Regions from separate parts of the Sus scrofa genome. Here regions 1 and 2 are each linked to region 3. A link is a contact called in public HiChIP or PLAC-seq and promoter capture Hi-C data. All regions are on one chromosome and are shown on one strand. The core of a region is the stretch at or near the end of the contact, and the rest is flanking DNA. Distances in the headings are between cores, read along the strand shown.

Evidence for each region. Promoter capture Hi-C pulls out the DNA fragments that hold promoters and counts their contacts. HiChIP or PLAC-seq counts read pairs in DNA pulled down with a chosen protein or histone mark.
Region 1: an H3K27ac HiChIP or PLAC-seq map of skeletal muscle shows a contact between it and region 3, with 8 times the contacts expected there. The contact joins the promoter of ZNF180 here to the promoter of ZNF112 in region 3. A contact is called at or near these places in 2 of 47 Hi-C or Micro-C datasets (heart right ventricle and skeletal muscle) and 1 of 2 datasets of contacts at active chromatin or transcription factors (skeletal muscle).
Region 2: a promoter capture Hi-C map of liver shows a contact between it and region 3, with 4 times the contacts expected there. The contact joins the promoter of LOC100627091 here to the promoter of ZNF112 in region 3. A contact is called at or near these places in 3 of 5 promoter capture datasets (fetal liver, fetal skeletal muscle and liver) and 6 of 47 Hi-C or Micro-C datasets (fetal heart ventricle, heart right ventricle, liver and 3 more).

Annotation. Positions count from the first base shown.
Region 1 is chr6:51,007,158-51,009,857 of Sscrofa11.1, reverse strand. It overlaps ZNF180 (zinc finger protein 180), which reads left to right and starts at 1,366. Exons shown (of 6, transcript XM_003355941.4): 1 at 1,366-1,624.
Region 2 is chr6:50,817,962-50,820,661 of Sscrofa11.1, reverse strand. LOC100627091 (zinc finger protein 227) reads right to left here and starts at 1,306. Exons shown (of 4, transcript XM_013988660.2): 1 at 1,234-1,306; 2 at 605-764.
Region 3 is chr6:50,942,554-50,945,253 of Sscrofa11.1, reverse strand. ZNF112 (zinc finger protein 112) reads left to right here and starts at 1,281. Exons shown (of 12, transcript XM_021097547.1): 1 at 1,281-1,369.

The DNA of each region.
Region 1 (2,700 bases), core at 117-2,616, 65 kb before region 3:
ATAGCATGGAAATTTCAGCTTCCCCCTGGGTGGGGTGGGTATGGGAAGTTAATGTGATGTGAGATGTTAAAGTGTTTAATGTAGGGCCAGGAAACTTTATTCAAAACAAATACTTAATTGAGCAGCTATTATGTGCCAGGTACCTTAGGTGCTGGGGATAGGGCAGTGATCAAAACAGATATAAATCATTTCCTTTATGGAGCTGACAGTCCAGTGGAAAAGGCAGATAAACAATAGACTAAATAAATACCTAAAGTACATAGAATATCAGTGAAAAGTTCTTTCTTTCTGCTTGCTTTTTAGGGCTGATCCCACGGCATAATGAAGTTCCCAGGCTAGGGGTCGAATCGGAGCTACAGCTTCTGGCCTATGCCACAGCCACAGCAACATGGGATCCAAGCTACGTCTGTGACCCACACCACAGCTCACCGGATCCCTAACCCACTGGGCGAGAGTAGGGATCAAACCCGCATACCATGGTTCCTAGTCGGTTTCGTTAACCACTGAGCCACAAAGGGAACTCCAAGTTCTTTAGAGAAAAAAATAAAGATGGGAGGAAGCAAGGAGTACCTGGGAGTGAAGATTTCTTTTGTAAGTTTACAATGGTTGGGGGAAGGTGGGGGAAATACCTCTTGAGAAGATGACACTAGCCTAAAGATAGGGGAATCCTCAGAGGTAGAACCTGCCAGGTAGCGCAAACAGCACACACCAAAGTCCTGAGGTGAGAGCCTGCTTGAGTTGTTGGAGAAAATGTAAAGGCCATCGTGACTGGAACTGAGTCTGGAAAACGGTCAAGAGATGAAGACAAAGAGTAAGGCGAACGGATAGGAAACCTCCTTAAGCCCTTATAGGTAGCAAAGAGAAAATTCAATTTAAAAAACAAAAGGACTTCACTATCATTAAGTACAAAACCAGACTCTCGAAGGGCTTGATAGGAGCTCCCTGGGCTGTATAATGAGTTTGTAGCAACTATCTTTCCCGTGAGGACAAAAGGAGACCATGCACGCGGAGCGTCTGACCAGGCAGCAGGTGCCCAGGAAGGGTCCCCGTTGTTTCCATCCGGATCCTGTTTTCACTGCCATTCCGGGGCGTCAAGCAGAGCCCAGAGGCGGCCTTTTCCAAGCCAGCCACGCCTCATGCATCAGGGCCTTGGCTCGGCCTCCGATCTTGCTACTTCCACTCCGCGGGCAGCAAAACCTCAGACACTCAAACTCGCAGATCCCTGCTGCAACCCTAGAGCCCCCTTCTTGTGTAGCTGCGTCCCAGCGCAAGCCGCCTCTGGGGAACTGGAATCCACCCAATCGCAGCCCGAGCCGCCGAGGCTTCTGGGAGTTGTAGTTCTGGCTCTCCGAGCGCAAGCGCACTTCCTGGTTCAGCCAGAAGCGTAGCCATTGTCTTGCGCGCGGACGCTTTCTGTTTCGGCGCACCTCGGCCCTTTGGAAGTTAACGCGAGAGGCCTTGCGGATGCCGACCACGGGAAGGGACAGAACTAGCTTAACCCTAGTCTGTCGTGTGCAGAGTCGGGGCAGAGAGTTGCTTAACCGAGCTTGTCCTGCTGCAGAGCTGTGCTGGGCACTGAAGCTGGGACGGGCCCTGTTTGGTCCTGGAGCTGGTGGACGCCCAGGTTGGTGAGGGGCGGGGCAGTGCCGGGCGTCCCATGAGCGCATGCGCAGGGTTTAGGCGGGACGCTGCGTTTGAGAGTGTGGGTGGGAGCCCTGGGAACCGTGTGGCAGTGCTTTAGCCTCTGGTGGCCGAAGTTGGTGATGATCCTAGGAAAGCTGAAGATCTCCTGGCTGTGTCCTGCACGCGTGCGCGGTTACGCCGTCAGGTGGTTTGTGTGGGAGAGCCTGAGAATCCCGCCTCCCCTTCATCGAAGGCTGGGCTTGCTTAGTGGAGGACCTGAGGATGACTGGGTTGATGAAGTGCTCAATTGCAGATGCTGGTTCTCGGAGGAGAGGGCATCTGCCATTATTTCCAATACTCCTGAGCAGGTGTGTTTGAGCAGGTAACAGGAGGTGGGAAGTGAGGTTCTGGACACTTGGCTCTGGGATTCTGGAGCAGACACCGCTCTTTTTCGACGCCTGGGGCACCCTGGGTAGTGGACAGACCAAATTGGAGTTGCAGTTTCTTGCCTTAGGAGAGGCACTGCTACTTCAGTGACTGCACCCCCTTCTCCCCTCCGTGGGAATGGCTGATGGACTACAGATTCTTAGCTTGGTGGAGGGACTAGAGCCTAGGTCAGATTTAGGCGGAGGGCACGTGCGCATGTTACAGGTGCCTGAATGGGAAGCAGGAACTTGGACTGGTGATCCTGGGACCCATGTAGGAGACTGCAGAGTCCTAGGACTTACAAGTTTTGCTCGGAGCCCAGGAATGACAGGGTTGCAACAACTCCCATCAAATCGACAGCTGTTGGGGGAGGAAGCCAGATGCTGCCCACATGATTATGAAGTAGGTGTTCCCAGGACCTTTGCTGGGCAGCTCAGCTTGCAGGCTTGAGGATGCGCCAGTTGATAGAGGGAGAGAATCTGGGCTGCAGATTTAGACCTGGAAGGGGCTGGACTCTCATGGCACCCAGGGACTCACATTTGGGTTGTAAGAAGCAAAAAGACCCAATTCCCATGGGAGCTGCCTTAATATGAGCTCAGGAACCCCCAGGCTGGTGAATGTGCAAGTCCTAGGCCTGATTCTGGAGTTCTC
Region 2 (2,700 bases), core at 57-2,556, 120 kb after region 3:
AGAGCCACAGCAACGCAGGATCCGAGCCGTGTCTGCAACCTACACCACAGCTCACGGCAACGCCGGATCGTTAACCCACTGAGCAAGGGCAGGGACCGAACCCGCAACCTCATGGTTCCTAGTCGGATTCGTTAACCACTGCGCCACGACGGGAACTCCCACAAATACCATTTTTAAAAGTCAGAATACAAGACCATATAATTTCCAAATCAGCTGAGGGTAAATAAAAGGGAATAAACTGAAGTGAAGACAATAAAGGAGGGAAAAAAAATGGATAGCACAGTGAATTTGAATATATATTATAAAAATACTTTAAAGATTTTCAAAATGAATAAGCAGAATATTTTAAAGTATATATAGAGTACTTTAACGAAATATTTATATATCATATATATACTTTAAAACATTTATTTTTATTTTTGTATCTTTAAAATGTATGTAAGTGGGAGAGAAATCCAAACATACATATTAACAAGCAGATTAAACAGTCTCAGGTTTATTCAACAAATAACATTTTCTTAGTAATAATTTACTGAATGAAGGAAACCTGCGGATTAACTGAGAACTGATGCCAGAACAAGAAGGAGCTTTCAGTAATATTTACCTGGGGCTACGGTGAGAGAGGGCAAAAAGGGCCTCCTTCCCCTCTCCGAACTCAGGAGTGGCGAAGAATACAATGCGGTGGGACAGCGCGACTACGTCCGTCTCCCGGAAGAACTGCAGCGGACATCCCCAAGCACTAGCGCGGAGTGACTCAGTGCTTCCTAAAAAGAGATCAGTAAAAGCTCGGGAAGAGCTCGGCCTCCTGATGGATGACAGAAGGGCCATGGCATTGCTACTGGGGCGTCCAGTCAAAACGGCGCTGGTGGGAAAATTAACTGTATCAATAGCAAGAGCCAACACGTTAAGCGCTACCGGCGATCTAAGCTGTTGACAGATCTCACTTAATTCTAATCACAACCCCACCCAGCAGTTACCATCTCTCGCTATCTTATAGAGGAAAGCAGTGGGCACGGATAACAACTAGCCAGATATTATACCGGTAGAAGTAGCAGCGCTGCGTCGTAAGCGGAGGAGGAAAGCAAAGGGAATCCACACTTCCGCCCGCCGCCTCTCAGCCTCCACCGGGGGCCGCGACTTCTCCATCCTAAGACAGCCGACTAGGTAGCGACTAGTCCCCACGCTCTGGCCGAAAAGGCTCAGAGGGGTCGTAGGAGAGCAGGGTTGACTCACCTCCTGGACCATAAAGATGGTGGCTGCGTCCTTTTCCCGGGCCGGAAGAGCGTCTGACTACCGAGCTCCCCGGAACTACACTTCCCAGAAGGCCCATGAACCAAGGGCCGCAGACCCTTGCGTCGGGACAGGGTTGGGGGAATACATTTCCCAGAACTCCAAGGGAAGGAAGGGCCTTCCCCGCCCACTTAGAGGTTCTAAAGGAAACGGAACAACATGAACTCCAGGGAGTTCTCAGCCAGCAACTTTCAGAGACACCTTCACTCGGAGGACCTGAAGCAGTTCTCTGATGCCAGCTGCCCTAGTTCTTTCTCATTGATAGGAAGTATTTGAAGAGTCATTGTCTTTATTTTTTTATATCTTTGGTCTTTTTAGGGCCGCACCCACGGCATATGGAGGTTCCCAGGCTAGCGGTGCTGTAGCTGCCAGCCTACGCCAGCCCCACAGCAACGCCAGATCCGAGCCGTGTCTGCAGCCTACACCACAGCTCATGGATACGTCAGATCCTTAACCCACAGAGCGAGGCCAGGGATTGAACCTGCAACCTCATGGTTTCTAGTCAGATTCGTTTCTGCTGCGCCATCACAGGAACTCCTGAAGGGTCAGAATCTTAAAAGGACTGTAAGAAACCCTACCAGGAAAAAAAAAAAGGGGGGGGTGGTGGATAAGAGCCTTGATAATGCATTTTTAGATACTTTTTATATACAAAAAGAATGGAAGACCAAAAAAAAAAATAGGAGTTCCCATCGCGGCTCAGTGGTTAACGAATCCAACTAGGAACCATGAAGTTTCGGGTTCGATCCCTGGCCTTGCTCAATGCATTAAGGATCCAGCGTTGCTGTGAGCCGTGGTGTAGGGCGCAGACGCGGCTCCGATCCCGCGTTGCTGTGGGTCTGATGTGGGCCAGTGGCTACAGCTCCGATTGGACCACTAGCCTGGGAACCTCCATACGCCGTGGGAGCGGCCCCAGAAAAGTCAAAAAGACAAAAAAAGACCAAAAAAAAAAAAAAGAATGGAGTTCCCGTCGTGGCTCAGCAGTGAGGAACCTAACTAGTATCCATTTTGACTGTCTCTAATTTATGTATCCTGTGTTTATCCTTTGAGAAGAATATTTGCTAACTTGTTATGGGTGGTCATTCTTATTTAGAATATTTTAATGATCTAAAATATTATCAATAATTGTATGTCAACTTTTGAATGCTATGAAAAAATTGGTCAATTTTGCAACCGATGAAAGTGAGATAAAAGGATCACTAAAGGTTCTATTGTTCCCCTTTATTGTTTCCTTAAATCCATTTCAGGAATTCTGAATAAAATCTAACTGAACTGCAAGCCCCTGTTTCAGGATGTTGAGTGGCTACACCAGCCACAAACACTGAAGAACTTCATCTGCCAGTCTCCCACTGGTTGCTAAGCACACTCTAAAGAACGGGACATTCTCCCTCAACAAAGGAGCACATTAGCTAA
Region 3 (2,700 bases), core at 32-2,531:
TCACATTTCATAATCAGCAATTAAAGCCAAGAATATGTGGAAAACATATGCTGCTGCTTTTTTTTTTTTTTTTTTTTTTTTTTTTTTTGTCTTTTTGCTATTTCTTTGGCCACTCCTGCGGCATATGGAGGTTCCCAGGCTAGGGGTCAAATCGGAGCTGTAGCCGCCGGCCTACACCAGAGCCGCAGCAACGTGGGATCCGAGCCGCGTCTGCGATCTACACCACAGCTCACGGCAACGCCGGATCGCTAACCCACTGAGCAAGGGCAGGGACCGAACCCGCAACCTCATGGTTCCTAGTCGGATTCGTTAACCACTGCGCCATGATGGGAACTCCGTGCTGCTGCTTTTTGTCCTGGTCAGTGGTTGCATCTGTTTCTTGTGTATTCTTAGCATCCATGTCCATTCATCACAGAGCGAACAGCTCAGGGAAGGTAGCAGCATCAGAGTTCTAGGTGCATTCACGCCCATGTAGAATAAAAAAAGGCAATCCGGTCTAAGTAAGGTTGAGATCCTGTACTCCTTACATTCAGTGCCCAATGTAGGTCAACGAAATTTCCTCTTAGTATTGCATTTTTTTGCCTACAAATCGCTTTCTTTATATCATTTATTCCCTTCTCCCACGTTCCCTCCTTTCCTTCCTTCCCTTTTTTTTTTTTTTTTTTTTTTATTTCCCACATTCCTAACTTATCTGGTTTCTAGGGGTATTTTTTTGGGATAGGTAGGTGGGTAGGTAAATAGTATGCTTTGGTGGAGTTTGCTTTGTTTTTGGCATGTTTGACAGAAAAAAAATTTTAGAAAAAAAGCAAAGGGGAGGCCGAACTCGACTAACAGCATAGAGTTAATTTATTCTGAGTCTCCTAAAGAGAATATCGACTATTCAATTGTTGACTACCCGAAAGAAAAAGCGCAATCTTGCGGAAAGGGCTGCCGGGAAGGAGATTCGGGAATTGCAGTTCAGAAGATGCACAAGATCAGAAACAATTACGCTCTAGAAAAGCTCTTTTAGTGCATAGTCGGCTGGAGAAAATACATAAATGCATAGTAGACCGCTCTATCTTTGGAAGCATTTCAGCTCCAGGAAGGCGGGAATTGCGGAATTCTTTCAGGACGGCGAGGCTGTGAAGTAGAATCCACACTCTCAGCACAGCAGCCGGAACTTCCGCCCTGGGAAGGCGACGAAGTGCCTGGGAATTTCGGGAAGTGTAGTCCGGCAACACTGTAGTTGGATAACTTCCGCTACAGAAAGCTGAGGCCGTGTCCCTGCTCCCGTCGGGAATTCTGGGAAGCGTAGTCCGGGGGATTTGTGTAGGCAGAGTCACTTCCGGTCCAGGTACGCGAGGCCGCGGCCTTCATTCCTCTCGGAAAGGTGAGTCTCCCACAGCTTTGCAGAGCCCCTCTCCTCGTGTCCACACTGGCCGTTCTTGGGTTTGTTGTGGGCCACTAGCGACCCTGCCCTCGACCTTGGACAAAGAATCCGCTGGCAGCGAAGGGCAGAATTGGCGCTCCCTTTGAATGAGCCTTCTGGAGCGCGGGGCTGTGGGTGCATCCCCGGTTTAGGGGCCCAGGCCAGAGCCGTAAATCGCTGGGATTGAGGGTCTTCTGGGTTCTGTACTTTCCCAACCCTTTACCCGACCACCAGCTCTAGCTGCCGCTTCCCACCGGTATAATATTAGGCGAGTATGTCAGTGTCTCTGCTTCTTTTGCTCTTCTTTAAAGTTGGTATAAGTGTCTACCTAATAGGGCTAGTCTGAGAATGTGCAGGAAAAGAATCAGAGGCTGGTTTGTGAGCAAAAATAAGTCTCTTGTTACTAGTATCTTTAAACTTCTTGAGAAGTAAGTGCTTAGTTCCCCAAAAACGTCTTTGAGCCCGGGATGGGGTCAGAGCTCCTGCCTCAGTGTCCCTGGCCTTTCTCTGATCCCTGAAGAAGGCGTGGCTGTATCTGGTTTTCTAATCATTTTTTGAATTTTTTTTTGGAAAGGGTCGCTCCTGGCTGTGGTCTGGGACGTCCACTGTAATTTATGTCGGAGCGCAAATGAAGTTCTGATTTTGCTCAGCCTCCGTTCTTTTCCCTGTGTCAACTTTAAAAAATGCACAACATGAGAATTGTGAGTTAAGTTTTATTTGAGGGCAAAATGAGGACTATAGCCTGGGAGGCAGCATTTCAGAGAGCTCAGAAAAACTGCCCCAAAGAGGTAGGATGGAGGGTCGGTATATATGTGATTTTGATGAAGGGGGAGATACGTGCAACCAAGGACACATTTGCAGAAGGCTGCTGCTAGTCTCGAGGAGCAGATGTCTCCTTGAAGGGTTTGAGTGCTTTTCTAGATGCAAGAATTGGGCTCATCAAATCTTCTCCTGAAAACATCCATCTGAAGACCTGGTCTGCCAGTTTTCCCAGGGCACCGAGTGCCTCACTCCTGATCTCCACCGTGAAGACTCTCAGGGGATGTCGAGGGTCTGCAGCTGCAGCAGCTCATGATTCAATCCACGCAGAGACTGATAGCAAGTGCCGATCTCCGGTTCACACCTGCCTTGACTTGGAAAAGGCTGCAGCAAGGAGGGAACGACCCTTTGGCTCCAGGCAGCAGAGCCTCACCTGAGCAGGACTTAGCATCCTTCTTCCTCTTTTGTCATCTTATACGCATCTTGTGTGCAATTCTTCTGCTTTCCAAGATGCCCTGATATTTGTTGAACAA